Regions from separate parts of the Arachis hypogaea genome. Here region 2 is linked to region 1. Evidence: chromatin contacts called from public Hi-C data. All regions are on one chromosome and are shown on one strand. Each heading gives the region's core, a stretch centred on a gene start, on an enhancer-like site or on the middle of the called end of the contact. The rest is flanking DNA. Distances are from core to core; before and after follow the strand shown. Region 1 has its middle 3.9 kb from the start of LOC112755001. Region 2 overlaps LOC112755005 (a long non-coding RNA gene).

Region 1 (7,281 bases), core at 1,416-3,915:
GATCTGTACCAAGGCGAAATGATTGGAGTGGTCTAATTCCAAGTGAGTATACTTTCATGGTGGAGTATGATAGTTCTCTGAACTATGATTGTTGGTATAGACAATGGCAGCAAAGAATTGTCGGTGTTGACAATGGAAGCTGAAGATGTGTGACTATTTCAATCAAGGTGGAGATTGTTAGGATTTGGTTGAATTAGTCCCACATTGCTTAGGATAGCAAATGGAGTGGGTGGCCTAGGCTATAAATATGAGGCTAAGTTCTCCATTTGTTTTTGCACCAGTTAGAAACACTTTAAGCTTGTTTCTGATTTTTCTTTTCCTCTGTACTCTTTGATTAGAGAGTGTTGTGAGGTGTAGTTAGATATTTGCTTTGAGAAAGTGTGGGTGTACTGGGGTGCCGGTGTTAGAGAGAAATAAGTCTATGTGCTGTAACAATTTTCACATAGTGATATTCTCTGGTTGTCATTTGACAACGGCCGTGGTTTTTTCTCCGGTAATTGGAGTTTCCACGTTAAATTCTTGTGTTGTGATTGTGTCTATTTTATTTCTCTGTCAAAGGTGTTTTCTCAAGGGGGAATGGTGTCTTATTCCCAACATCTCTCTCTCTCTCTTTCTTTCTTTGTTCAGTGCATACTCCATCCCTCGCTTAGTCCTCGTCACTGTCTTCTTTGTCATTCATCAGCATCTTCTCCTTCTCATTGGTCTTCTCTGTTTGAGTTCGAGTTTGTGTTATGCTTCTCTTCGCCAGCTTTTCTTGGAATCTCTCATAAAAGTTTGAGTTATCTTTCATGACTTGCATCATAGTGTACTAATTTCTGTAACAAACTGTGCTCATTTGATTTAATCTTGTTAGTTATTAGTGTGTTGTGATTGTTTTGCGATGGTTACTGTTGCATTTTGTGGGGTCTTTATTGGTTTGTTTTGACTTGTATATTCCGGAGTCTTAGTTTCTGTTTTGCAGGGTTCCCTAATTGCTTGAAGAGGAGTGCTAGGGGCCAGCAATTTTTGTGTTTTGTAACCATTAATTAGCCATCAATAGTGATTTTAATGGTGTGAGATTACATCCAATGGTAGGAGATCACTCACTTTTCTTTTGATGATTAAGTGCTGGCCACAAAACACAAAAGTTGCTGCCCCCTAAACTTCCTCTTGCCTGAAATAGGGCCTCGTGAGTGGTAACGTATCGAAAAGAACTGCTAATTTGATTTCTTTTTTCCACTTGGTTTCTTATGTATTCTCTATGGTTATGTTGGATGCAAACAAAGTGTTCGATGATTTTTCTCAATGAAGAGATTAAGCTTACGCTTCAAATTATTTATTTAATGTTACTTGATTAATGTTTCTCCTATGTATATTAGTTTTATTTTAAGTTCATGTGGCATCACATACATTACTGATAATTGTATTTTTATTTTAAGCTTATGAAAAATTTGATGACAACATTAATTACACAATTGACAGAGAAACTTATGTTTAATCTTTTGTTCTCCTTGCTTATAGTTTGTGGCCGAAGAACTTGAATTGAATCATGGATGCTTTTTAATGTACTAGTCACCTGTGAATTTAAATTACAAGTGGTTGTTTTAAGTTCTTTTCTTACAAATCATATACTTTTTTTTTTTTTAAGAAATGTAAATGTTGCTGGGTTTGTGTTTATCAAGTGATATTTAATGTTTATTTTAATCTAGTATTTTGAGTATACTAATTGAATTAAACTCTATCTTCTCTGATTTTGTTGTGAAAAATATAATGCAGTTTTCATTAAATTAAAACTATATTTTACGTGTATACATGTACCTGCACCTTTTAGAGTTATTTTTTTTTTGGTGACTGCATTATGAAAATAAAGAATATATCTCCTCTAATGTGAGTTTGCCACAAAAGTTAAAAAAAGTAAGGGTGTATCCACCTTTAAATACAATAGATTTTTTCATGCACTTAAACCACTATTTGATCCTTTTGTTATGATACTCAAATAAAAAAAAAATATTACTGGATTCGTTTCAGATATTCCTAATATGTTTTCTTTTTTTCTTTATTGGTTGCCATTGTTGCCTCTGTGTTTGACTTTTTTTTTTTTTTAACATTGATGTTCATACTTTTTGCTTTATGAGCTTCCTTTATGGTTTTAGTTAATTACCCATTAAATATATATTTGTCATCTTTATCAAGAATTTTCATCTTATAAGCCTTCATATTTATGAGAAATTAATTTGTAAAATGACTCATGGCTTTAATTTTTTTTTGGTTGTGTTAAGCATTTCTTTAGTAAATAATAGAACTTTAGTAGTATAAAAAAAAAAAAGCTAAAAGATCAATATCATGATTTTTTTTGAAGTTTAGTTCCACCGAGGCATGGACGTCCTCTATCTTTACACACATTTTTTTTGTTTGGTAAATGCTACATCAAGTTATTAGCGAATAATATGGCCGTCGTTAGTTGGGTCATGGGTGGTGCTAGCTTTTAGACTTCTGATAATTGAGGTAAAATTTTGTAAAAGATAAATTGATATTTTCATGCATGTGCAGAAGGACCCTGTAATTTGTCCGTCGTTCATGTCTTGATCAATGGCAGAATGGAAGATAACTATAGCATAGCCAACAGCAACAAAAGAGAGTGTATACGTGGGTAGCATTTTATTCTTTATGGTATAGAGGGGGAGTGGAAACATTTTTTTTTTGGACATGAGTGGAAACATTATTAGGAATTTATATATGGAATCATGGGCTAAGTATCCAAGCTTTTTTGGTTTTTTTTTTTTAATTCCATATGGGAGCCCATTGTTTATGTATGTATTCTTCATTTGTTAAATATAAAATTTTTTAATGAACGTAAGTTGATTGAGTGATTAGTTTAATAAGTTGTCTAAATAAATATTAAATATTCGATTTATACTTGGCCATTTTTCTATTATAAATAATTTTACAAAAGTACTAGGTGTTTAAGTCTTTTGAGTAATCAAGTTTAATCAAGTTGTTAAAATTTAAAAATCACCCACGCGTCACATTTTTTCTCCTTTAATGATCATTCTTCCACCTTATTCTTCTTCTTCTTCTTCTTTCTTCAACGTCATCGCGTCGCTGCAGCCACCGTTGTCGCCATCGTTGCTATCGCCACCGCAGTCGTCTTTTTGATGATGATGTTATTGTTATTTTTTTTTCTTTATTTTTTTCTCATCCTCTTTTATTATCATTATCATCATGATCATCATATTCATCATTATCATCTTCTTCTCCTATAAATGTTAGAAGATTAGAACACATAAATTTTGATGCACAATACATAAATTTTGGTGTACAGCACACAAATTTTAGTATACAACACAAAAATTTTTGGAATATATGCTTAAAACATTGACACCCAACCAATGAAATACGAACAATACATTAATTTTGGTGTATAATACATAAATTTTTATGTGTAGCACATAAATTTTGGAGAACTACATATCCAAAACATTGACTCACCTAACAAACGAAATACATTCGCAGCAAAAATTTGTATGTTATAGGTAAAATTTTGTGTTATGTGCAAAAATTTGTGTTATATGCAAAAATTTTGTGTCATAGTGTACTCATAAATGTTATTATGTTATTGTTATTTAATTTTTTTTTCTATTTTTTTTTTACTCATCCTCTTTTATTATCGTTATCATCATCATCATACTCATCATCTTCATCTTCTTCTTCTCCTATAAATGTTCAAAAGACTAGAGCATAGAAATTTTGATGCACAACACATAAATTTTGGTTTACAACACACAAATTTTAATATACAACACACAAAAATTTGAAAGAGCATATGCATAAAACATTGACACCCAACCAATGAAATACACACAATACATTAATTTTGGTGTATAATATAAAAATTTTGGTGCATAAATAAATTTTTATGTGTAACACAGAAATTTTTGAAGAACTACATATTTAGAACATTGACTCACTCAACTAACAAAATATATTCGCAACAAAAATTTTGTATGTTATATATAAAATTTTGTGTGTTATGTACAAAAGTTTGTGTACTATAGGTAAAAATTTGTATACTATATCTAGAGATGTTCAAAAAAATCAGGTTAACTAATTCTTACTTTCTTAGTATAAATGATTAAAAGTCTTGTGTCACATTATACTCATAAATGTACAATTTCAGTATGATCATCAATTCATGACCATATTAGAATGAAAGATTATATAAGGAAGATAATAAATAAGAAATCTTTATATCAAAGTAAAAAAATAAAGATAAAAAAAGAAAAAATAAATTAAAGAAAAGATAAATAATGATAGAGTGAGAAAAAATAGAGGTTGAGAGAGGGGAGAGAGAAGAGAAATGTAGAGAGAGAAAAAAAAGGAAAAATCGATTAAATATGATTTTTTATATATTAAAAACTAGGTTTAGCATATAAATTAGTTTAAATTGGTTTTATTTTTATGAATTGGTTTAAACTGGGGTGTTGCTAGGGGTGGCAAACGGGCTTAAATATGTCAAGCCGGATTAGAAAATTGGGACTGCCAAATAGTAAAAGCTCGCCTAACCCGCATTGCTTAAACCGTGGGATTTGGTGGGGTGGACTTTCTCACCAGACTTAGTATTTTTTTGGCAAGGGGGTATTTTTGTAATTTTTTCGCCAAAACCCAACTTTTCCCAACCCAACTTACAAGATAATAAAGATGAAAATTGAGTGTTTTGGATTATGTTTATTTTGTTTTGGAGACAATATTTATAATTATATTTTGGATGAAAACTTGGTTTATAATTATGTTTATTAGATATTCATAATTACGAAGACTTTAATATTTGTGAATATAAAAAATATAATTTTTTATACCTTTAGAAATTATAAATTTATTAAAATGATTGTGAAATTGTATATATTATTTAATAGTTAATAGTAAAAAAAAAAAGAGAAGATTTGGCGGGCTTAACCCGCCAGCCCGTAGTTAGGCGGGTGGGGTGGGATTTTAGGACCGCCTCACTAGGCAGGGCAGGGCGGCTTCCCCGCTTGCCACCCCTAGGTGTGCTACACATTCAAGTATTTTTTCATCCAAGTTCATTCAAGTAGGGCCAACAAAAACCACTCTCATTAAAAGAGCACGATTATACGCGCAGCTTCTTCTTCTTCTTCTTCTTCTTCTCATGCTCGTTTACGCACAGAGCGTCTTCTGCTTCTTCACCTTCTTCTTCGCGTTCTTCCTCCTCCTCCTCCTCCTTCTTTTTTGCGTTCCTTCTTCTTCACGTGTTTTCTCCTTATCGTCATTCTTTTTTTTATTGTTGCTACTGTATTTTTTTTCTTTTCCTCCTTCTCTCCCTGGTGAAGAAGCAGTAGAATGAAGGTGAGGAGGAAGAGTTTTGAATTGTACAGAACAGAAATGAATCAAAATTATATTTAGAATGAACCAAAATTATATTCAAAATGAACTGAAAATTAAATTCATAATGTAAACTCATTTCAAACACAAGCACAGACTAAATGTACCTTATTTAAATCCAGAATGAATCGAAATTACTTAATGATTGCGACACACAAACTTAATTTGAAAACAAACACACAAATAAAATTGAATCATGAACAAAAACACATCCAAATCCATCAAGTGATTTTGCAGCATTATGTGTTTCTTTTTCTTTATTTGATTAGATGAACAAGATAAGAAAAGAAGAATATGATGAGAAGTTTTCAGGATTTTTTTTCTTCTTATTTCTTCTTTTTTGTTTGATTTTTCTTCTTTTTCCCATCTTCTTCTTTGTTATTGTAATCACCAACAACACCAACATTTTGCTAACAAAAACCAACATTTTGAATTGAATTTGAATTTATATAATGGACAGTGTTCGGTTCATTTATTATTATACAGTGGTTTCGCTTTGATAATATTTTCGGTTCATTCTAGACGCAGATGTTTCTGAATTCGAATTTATATAATGGACAAATATTCGGTTTATTTAGTATTATACAATGGTTTTGCTTTAATAATATTTTCGGTTTATTTGTAGTCCAGGTGCGTTGTTGATGAATAATTTGTCCCAATGGTTGGAATGGCTTTCAAGACAAATTGAATGGAATGGAATAAAATATAATATAATTGAATAAATTGATAATAAATAATTTCATTCTTTTTTGCTTAAAAAAGACTCAATCATTAACAAAAACTCATCGAAATTACTTAAGGAATATAAATTTTGGTCAATACTTATCAGCAACATCAAATAAATCTCAATTAACACACAAATGAACCAAAATAAATTAAGAAATGAACCGAAATTATTTAATGATGGAAACAGAGAAAATCAGAACTAATAAAAAATTAACACACAAATGAACCAAAATAAATTAAGAAATGAACTGAAATTATTTAATGATGGCAGCAGAGAAAATCAGAACTAATAAAGATGTTTGCAAAATGTTGGTATTATTGGTGATGACGATAACGGAGAAGAAGAAGAAGAAGAACGTACGTGAATTTGAAAGAAGAAGAAGAAGCGCGGGGGAGAAAAAACAGAAAAGAGAAGTGCGTGACTCTAAATTATTTGGATAAATTTAGATGCTAAAATTACTTGGATGTGGAGAATAATTCATAAACTGGTGCACTACATTATAAACTGATTTAAAACTAGTTTCTATGTGAAAAATGAACCATGAACATCCCTAATCATATCGATAAGTTTGTGCAAAAATTTGTGTGCTATACTTTAAAAATTTGTGTGCTACATTTCGAAAATTTGTATGTTATGTGAAAAAAATTGTGGGCTATATCAATAAATTTGTATTATGTGCAAAATTTAATGTGCTATGCTTCGAAAATTTGTGTGCTATGCTTTGAAATTTGTGTCCTCTCCAAAAAAAAATTTGCGTGCTGCAGAAAGTAAGAAAAATACAATACACATTCTAATTAGGCGCCAGTGGAGCACATATATACGCTTGTTAGAGTATATTTTATTGTTAATGAGCTAACTTGATTGGACTTAGTTACTAAAATGTCTTGTACATTAAATCTATTTGACGTAATTAAATTTTTAAATTTTTAAACTAGTTTTCTAATCGGTTCATTTACCGGTCTGTTTTTCTTATTCTTGCTCAATAGTCTACTCTTTTGAATTTGAATAAATGGTCAAATTAGTTCCTGAAAGATTTTTTTAATCAAATTCGTCTTTTAAAGATTTTACATTAGTTATATTAATCCTTCTGTCATATTTTTTTGTTAATACGGTCAAAATTTGCTAATGTAACATATTAAGTGACGCCCTAATATATACCTAAGAATCTTAATTGACTA
Region 2 (7,281 bases), core at 1,422-3,921, 68 kb after region 1:
AAAAATCTAAGGGTTAGATTTTATGGTGCATAAATCGGACATTCTTATTTGTATTATAATAATTTTTTTTTATTTGTACAGCAAATCAGCACATTTATTTTATTTTTTTCAAATTTGTATGTTTAAAAAAATTTAAAATAAAAAAGAATCTGACCTTTAGATTTGCATGATAAAAAAAATTTTGAAAGTCACAAATTTGTGATTTCTACATTAAAAAAACACACCAAGTTGTTCAACCAAAAAAAAAAAAAAAACACTTAACATTGGTGGAAAATACTAGTGGAAGGGCAACACCAGATTTAAAAAGTGCCAGAATTGCTGCTCCCTTGATCAGTTCTCCACTTCTTACTCAGACCCTCATTTCTCTCTAGTCTTCAGAATTCAGATCTGTGCTCTTCAGCGAACTCTCAATCTACTTCATCCTTTTCTCTTCTGTTCTGTTGTTCTTCCTTTCTTCCCTTCTCTCTGCCTGCCGCCACGACCCGTCATTCCGCCTACTTACGTGTCCCCTCACTCCGCCGCTGCCTCCCTTCCGCTCACTTGTTCGTATTCCTAACTTATCTCCTTCGCTCTTTCTTTTTCCTGCCTTGCGAGTTGCTTGTGTTCTTACCTTGCTTCTGTAATTTTTCATTATTGTTTCAGACTATCTGTTGCTTAATTGCTTCGATCTTTTTGTTGCTTCTGTAAACTTAAACACTTAATCTGTAATTTTGTAATTTTCTTTTTCTTCTTTTGCTTCTGTTAGTGGCATGATTTGGCATGTTAACTTGTTCTTGTTGTTGCTCTTACGATATGATATTATTGAGACTTGTGATATTTTATCTTATATTTGTATTTGTTTTTGAGATCTGTGCTACATCTTATGAGACCATGAGAGAATGATACTTTGGTTGATGGTGTTGAAGCTTTAATTTTTGTGTATTTTTGGATTTACATGAGACTAAATATTGAATTGAATGCAAACACTCAACCATCCTTCTCCGTCTTTTACGATTGGGGGATTTTGGAATTCTCATTGTCAACAATAAACCAACAATAGTATCATCCATGACTTTCACTTGCCTTATGAATTTTTTATTTATATGTTTTCTTTTCCTTTAAATTTAAGTTGGACTAGCTAAGACTTTAAAAAACTTAATACAGAGGCTCAAGAGGCAAAAAGCACTGCAGAAACAAAAAGGAAAACGATAATCCCTAGCAAGTCGGAAGAAGAAACAGGTTGTGCGGAAAAGTGTGATGAATCGGAAATTAGGAGGAGGAAGGCAGCCCACAGGAACTCCATCGCTGGCTTGGTCCTGTCTTGTCGTTGTTTGCTCTCTTCTTGGTGGTGCCTCTATTGTCCATAATATCTACAAACCCAATCTTGTAAGCTTCATTCTTCACTTTAACAATCTATGTATGTTTTCATTTGTGAATGCTTCATCTTTGTCATAATGCATAAGGACTTTGTTTACTTGCTTGAAACCTATACTAAATAAAAATATCTATCCACATTTTAGACCACGGCTGACTAACCAATTTACTATAACAACAACAAAGCCTTATTCCACTAGATAGGGTTGAGTACGTGGATCAAATGAGCTACTGTGCGCCATCTGCCTATCATATATCATGTTTACAGTCAAATGTGCTAACCATTGATGGAATAACGCTCTTTACAAGATATACATACTATATATATAGATATCCTTTGATTTATTTACTATCCAAAGTACAGGAGGGTGAATTTTAGAGGATCTAGATCTATTTGTTATAGTGTTGTTAAATCTTCCTTTTTTATCCCTATGTAGACATTACCTCCGGTTGATGAAATTGGTGGGACCAAGCAGAAACTAGATGAGAAAGAATGATCATCTCTCTCTGTCGATTCTGTTATATTGGTATGAAGATGACCAAAATTTTTGGGCCCAAAGTTGCTTTCTGTGCCAGTAAGCCTGAGATACAATTGTTCTCTTTATATTGTTTCTTTTTTTTTTATTGTATTAGTTTGATGGAGAAGTTTCATTTATCTTAATCTTGTTTCTAAGGAGCGTGGATTAATGTGTTAAGGATGAGCACTGCTCTGCCCTGACCATAAAGCAAGGAAGTTTACAGGAGCATTACAATGTATTTTAGATATTTTAGAGCCTGATCTATTTTTAAAAAGAAATAAGCATTCTTCTTGTTTTGATATTTTAGAGCCTGATCTATTTTTAAAAAGAAATAAGCATTCTTCTTGTTTTGATTCTTTTGAATTCTTCTCTCTGTATGTATTGAGAATTAGGTTTCTGTGGAGTGTTTCTAATTTTGTATCTCCATCTTTGCCACATATATCTAAATAAAGAAAAAGAAGGATATATAAATAGCATAATACTGTTGCAATTTCATACTTTACATATAGAGTGGATACCCCACATGTAGAGTCTATCCGAAATGGACAATAGGAATCTTTAATTTCGTTCCATGAATTGAGTTCTAACAGAGAATAGCTCCAAATAGGTTACAGCACACCATTTATAGAGACCTTACTCCCTGCAGTGACTATGTAGTCATCATTGCACACGTCATACCTTAAACAACCAGCATGAAGTTGTAGCGGCTCCTAATCGCCTCTCCGAGGAGAACTTGAGAGAACAATAGGATATGATAAGGTATTCTCAGCACCGGTTGTTGGATTCCACAAGATGAAGATGAGAGGTGTGCTTTTTTCATCATGAAGTTTAAAAAATAATATGAAGTCCCTGCATGAACATGGAATCTTAGTCTAGGCATGTTGATAAGGTAGAGGAAGCTGATGATGAGTAATTCATGTGTTTACATCTACCCATTTCCCTCATGGTTATGGGTGATTGTAGCTAGATCAAAATCTGCATGAGACTCGGGTGTTTGAGATAAGAGATTTAGCAGAGAGCATTGCAGGTTCTTATTGTTCTCCAAAATAGTAGCCAAAGACTCTCTGGCACTATTTTGGCCCTTTATATGTTACCACTAACTTTGCATGTGATGGATTTTATGATTGGTTTTATAATGGAGTGGGGATGGTAATCTTACTCGTTTTATAGGGGGTCAAGCATCCTTAATACTATTTTTATATATATTGTTCTTCTTCTAGGTAGTTTCACCATTACCACGATTTGCTGCGGTTTAATTCCATCACTGACTGAGAACAAGAGATTGTGCAAAATGAAGGAATCCCAGAAATGGGGTTCCGCTGCATTGCATATTTTATTTTCAAAACATAAGAACCCATTTTAAGGGTAAATTTCGTAGATAAATAAATTGAGAGAAAAAATTACATAGATGTCTTAAATTAATTGGATTCGAATTAACAGGAGCAGTACTACATCGAAATGAGTAGATTCAATTTCGTAAGAAACATGTCTGAACTCATGCAGTCCATAATAAATCGAAGCAAAATGATTCCATTTATGGGATAAGCTAGACAGTAGTAAATCGATATAATATGTTTGATTTACTATAGAGAGTGCTTCAAATAAATCGAATCTATTTGATTCGAATTACTATCATTAAGTGTTTATTTTTTTGTGGAATTACTATTTAAATAGTGCTTCAAATAAATCATATTGTGGTATACAAAATTAATAAATTAATTTATTTAATTTAAATTAAAAATACAAATATACTCAAATTTTTTCTCTCAATCCATTTATCTATGAAATTTGCTCCAATTTTAAATTAGTAAACTTTAGCATTTAGGTTTATGATTTAAGATTTAGAATTAAAAGCTTATGATTTAGAATCTAAAATTTAAGATAAACAAAATAATTTTTAAAAAGATTAAAATTGGATGAAAAAAATTAGTTATCTAATATTATTTTTTATTATTACTAGAAGCTAAACATGTACTAATCTGTTCAGCTGCTTTTCTATTATTTTTAAAAAAATAATTTTTATATTTTAATATTAAAAAATATTTATCTGACATTAATAATTAAGAAAATCAAATAATAAATTATTTAAAAATAAAAATAAAATATTATTTAACATATAAAATATATAAAATAAATAAATTTGAATTAAATTAAGTAAAATTCAAAATTAATATGTTGCTATTACATATAACAAAATCAAGATGAGAATTTATAAATATTATTTACAAAGTAGTTATTTATAAATGTTATTAATTTTATTTATTTTTTTTAATTTTATTTAATTTGAAGCAAATTTAAAAAATTTTAAATCCAAAACTTTCTAGCTCTATGAATAATTCTCGGCAGAAACTCACCTGCAGTCGACTTCACATGAAGTTGTTTTTGGATGGATGACACGTGTTATCATTTGATTTAAAAAAAACGGTTTATTTTATACAAATGATTTAATTAAAAAACAATTGATATAGCTATGATGCTAAATTTTACACCGTATTTTATTTTAAAAACAAATTGATGAATTTAAATTGAGAAATTGTAGTTAATTGTTTACTATATAATTTTTTTAACCAAAAATATAATTAAAAATTATTAAAAAAACAAAATTATCTAATATATTAGACCAGCTCAATGTTAATCAGGTTTTTTTCTATTATAAAATATAAAAAAAATTAATTCTAAAAAAAATCTTGTTATTTTTTAGGATTTAATTTTTTTATTGTGTTTTCGTAAAGTTTGCACAAAATTCACCTATCAGATTGACTAAACTTATTTATTTACGTAAAATTTGTTTATGGACTCAACAAATTTATTTACATTTTAATATGATTTGAATTGTATTAGTATATTTTTATTTTTTAATCAATTTAATTTTATTTAAATAATTAGAATTTTAAATTATAAAATTTGTATTAGTTTGTAATTTAAAATTTAAATAGATATAATTTAAATTAATGATTTATAAAATTGTATGTATTCATATTATTGTACATTTGTACTCATATGATTAATTATATTTATTCGATTTAAAAAAATAATGGTTGTTAATTTTTTTATTTAAATATATTCATATTATTTTTAAATTAAAAGAATATACTTATTTAAAATAATATGAGTACGTTTATTTAAATTTAAAAAATTTTAAAATAACAAGAGTATATTTATTTAAAATAATACGAATATATTTATTTAAATTAAAAAAATAAAATAATAAGAATAAATTTATTTAAAAAATTTTAATTTAAAAATAATATAAGTGTATTTATTTGTTAGTTAAAAATTAACAACCGTTATTTTAAAAAAAAATCAAATAAATATAATTAATCATATGAGTACAATAATACGAATACATATAATTTTATAAATTATTAATTTAAATGATATCTATTTAAAATTTAAATTATAAAATAATACAAATTTTATAATTTAAAATTATAATTATTTAGATAAAATTAAATTGATTAAAAAATAAAAATATACTAACACAATTTAAATCGTATTAAAACCTAAACAAATTTTACGTAAATAAATAAGTTTAGTGAATGTGATAGGTGAATTTTGTACAAACTTTATGAAAACACAATAAAAAAAATTAAATCCTAAAAAATAACATAATTTTTTTTAGAATTAAATTTTTTATATTTTATAATAAAAATAAAAAATATGATAACATTGAATTGGTCCAATATACTAGATAATTTTATTTTTTTAATGATTTTTAATTATAATTTTGGTTAAAAAGAATTATATAGTAAATAATTAACTACAATTTTTCAATATAAATTAATCAATTTATTTTTAAAATAAAATACAATGAAAAATCTAATCTCATAATTATATCAATTAGTTTTTTAATTAAATCATTTGTTTAAAATAAATCGATTTTTTTTAAACCAAATGATAACACGTGTCATCTATTCAAAAACAACTTCATGAAAGTCGACTGCGGCGAGTTTCCATCATAATTCTCATTATTAAAGTTGTTGTTGTTGTTGTTAGTAGGATGCTAGCAAATTGGGGTTAATGGATGTTAACTAATTAGTTTCATCTCCAAGTCCAATTGAGAGAGTTATCATGTATACGAAGCAAGTTAAAAAATTTGCAGACAAACTGTTTATTTTCTGCATCTACTTTTTTAGGAAGAACAAACAAATAACTCAATAAAATAAGTATCTTCTAAGAGAAATATGGTAAGCAAATATAAAAATTTATTGACCATAAATATAGAAACTTTGTGTTGATAAACATCAAAATTTTTTAGACAAAATTATATTTACAAAGTTTTTAAGAAAAATATAGGAAGCAAAAATAGAAATTTTATAATAATAGACAAATAACTTATGTGTTATTCAAATTATGTTTTAGCATTATTCAATACGGATTTTTGTGTTTTTTAACTAAAGTTTCTATGTCATAATTAAAAATTTTATACAATTCGTAAATTTTAACTAAAATTTATGTATTTTTTTTACTAACGATAAATTTGAAAGAAATAGAATTAAAAGAGAGGAAGCTTTGAAAAGAATAGGAGAATTTGGAAGTAAGAGATTAAAAAAAAAAATCAACAAAGAGTGAAGAATTAGGGAAAAAATGACAAGAGAAGAAAAGCATCAGAGAAAATGATGCGGAAAAAGAGAAAAGAAAAATGACCCTTGATTTTATAGTGTCCCCAAAAAAAACTAATTATCCTCCTCAATTTAATTTCAAATTTTAATAAAATTTGAAATTCAAAGTCAAATAAAACGGGACAGAATCTACTCAAAATAGAAAGAATCAGAGATATGCAACAAACAAGGCACCTAGTTTTTTTGGATTTTTTATTTTAATAAATAAATTTATTATAATAATTACCGAAATAAATAATTTAAAAAATATTTACCGAAATAAATATTTTTTTTATCTATTTATACTGTAAACGAAATAATTTTGCATGTATTTATTGTGTAAACGAGATAAGACAGATGGACGCAAAACATATATATATCGTTTACAGTGTAAACGAGATACATGTATTTTTTTTAAAAAAAAAATTTGAAAATAATAAAAAATTATCAATAATCCAAATTTTTAGTATGTAATTAGTACATAAAAAAGTTTATAGACGAGATTAAAATGGATATGTATGATCAATTAGTACTAAAAAAGGTTAATGGAATAGTGGGAAGAGAATTGAGAGGGTTATCTTTCATTATCTCCCATTATCCACGTGAGAGATAACCGTTTCAATTCTCTCCCCATTATCCATCAATCTTTCCTAACAATTAGCAAACGGTTATTTTTATTTTAGCAAATAAATAATGGACATAAAATGTACATTTTTTCGGATATATATACCCCTTCTTTTTTACGTATTCTTTTTTTTTGTGACTAAATAGAAAAGACAGAAAAAAAAAGAGACAAAACCAAATTAATT

What was found. A called contact is a pair of places that touch in the nucleus more often than the background predicts.
Region 2: a contact with region 1 is called in a Hi-C map of an unstated tissue, with 2.0 times the contacts expected there. The contact joins two enhancer-like sites. A contact is called at or near these places in 3 of 8 Hi-C or Micro-C datasets (leaf and an unstated tissue).

The regions. Positions count from the first base shown.
Region 1 is chr16:129,921,271-129,928,551 of arahy.Tifrunner.gnm2.J5K5, forward strand. No RefSeq gene overlaps it. Among protein-coding and RNA genes, the nearest start is that of LOC112755001, 3.9 kb to the right of the region's middle. Within about 2 kb of position 2,666, at least 2 of the 3 cell types and tissues checked have open chromatin away from gene starts, as enhancers often do.
Region 2 is chr16:129,989,475-129,996,755 of arahy.Tifrunner.gnm2.J5K5, forward strand. LOC112755005 (a long non-coding RNA gene) reads left to right here. Exons shown (of 5, transcript XR_003178871.3): 2 at 1-542; 3 at 1,144-1,365; 4 at 1,791-1,928; 5 at 2,028-2,350. Among protein-coding and RNA genes, the nearest start is that of LOC112755005, 5.3 kb to the left of the region's middle. Within about 2 kb of position 2,672, at least 1 of the 3 cell types and tissues checked has open chromatin away from gene starts, as enhancers often do.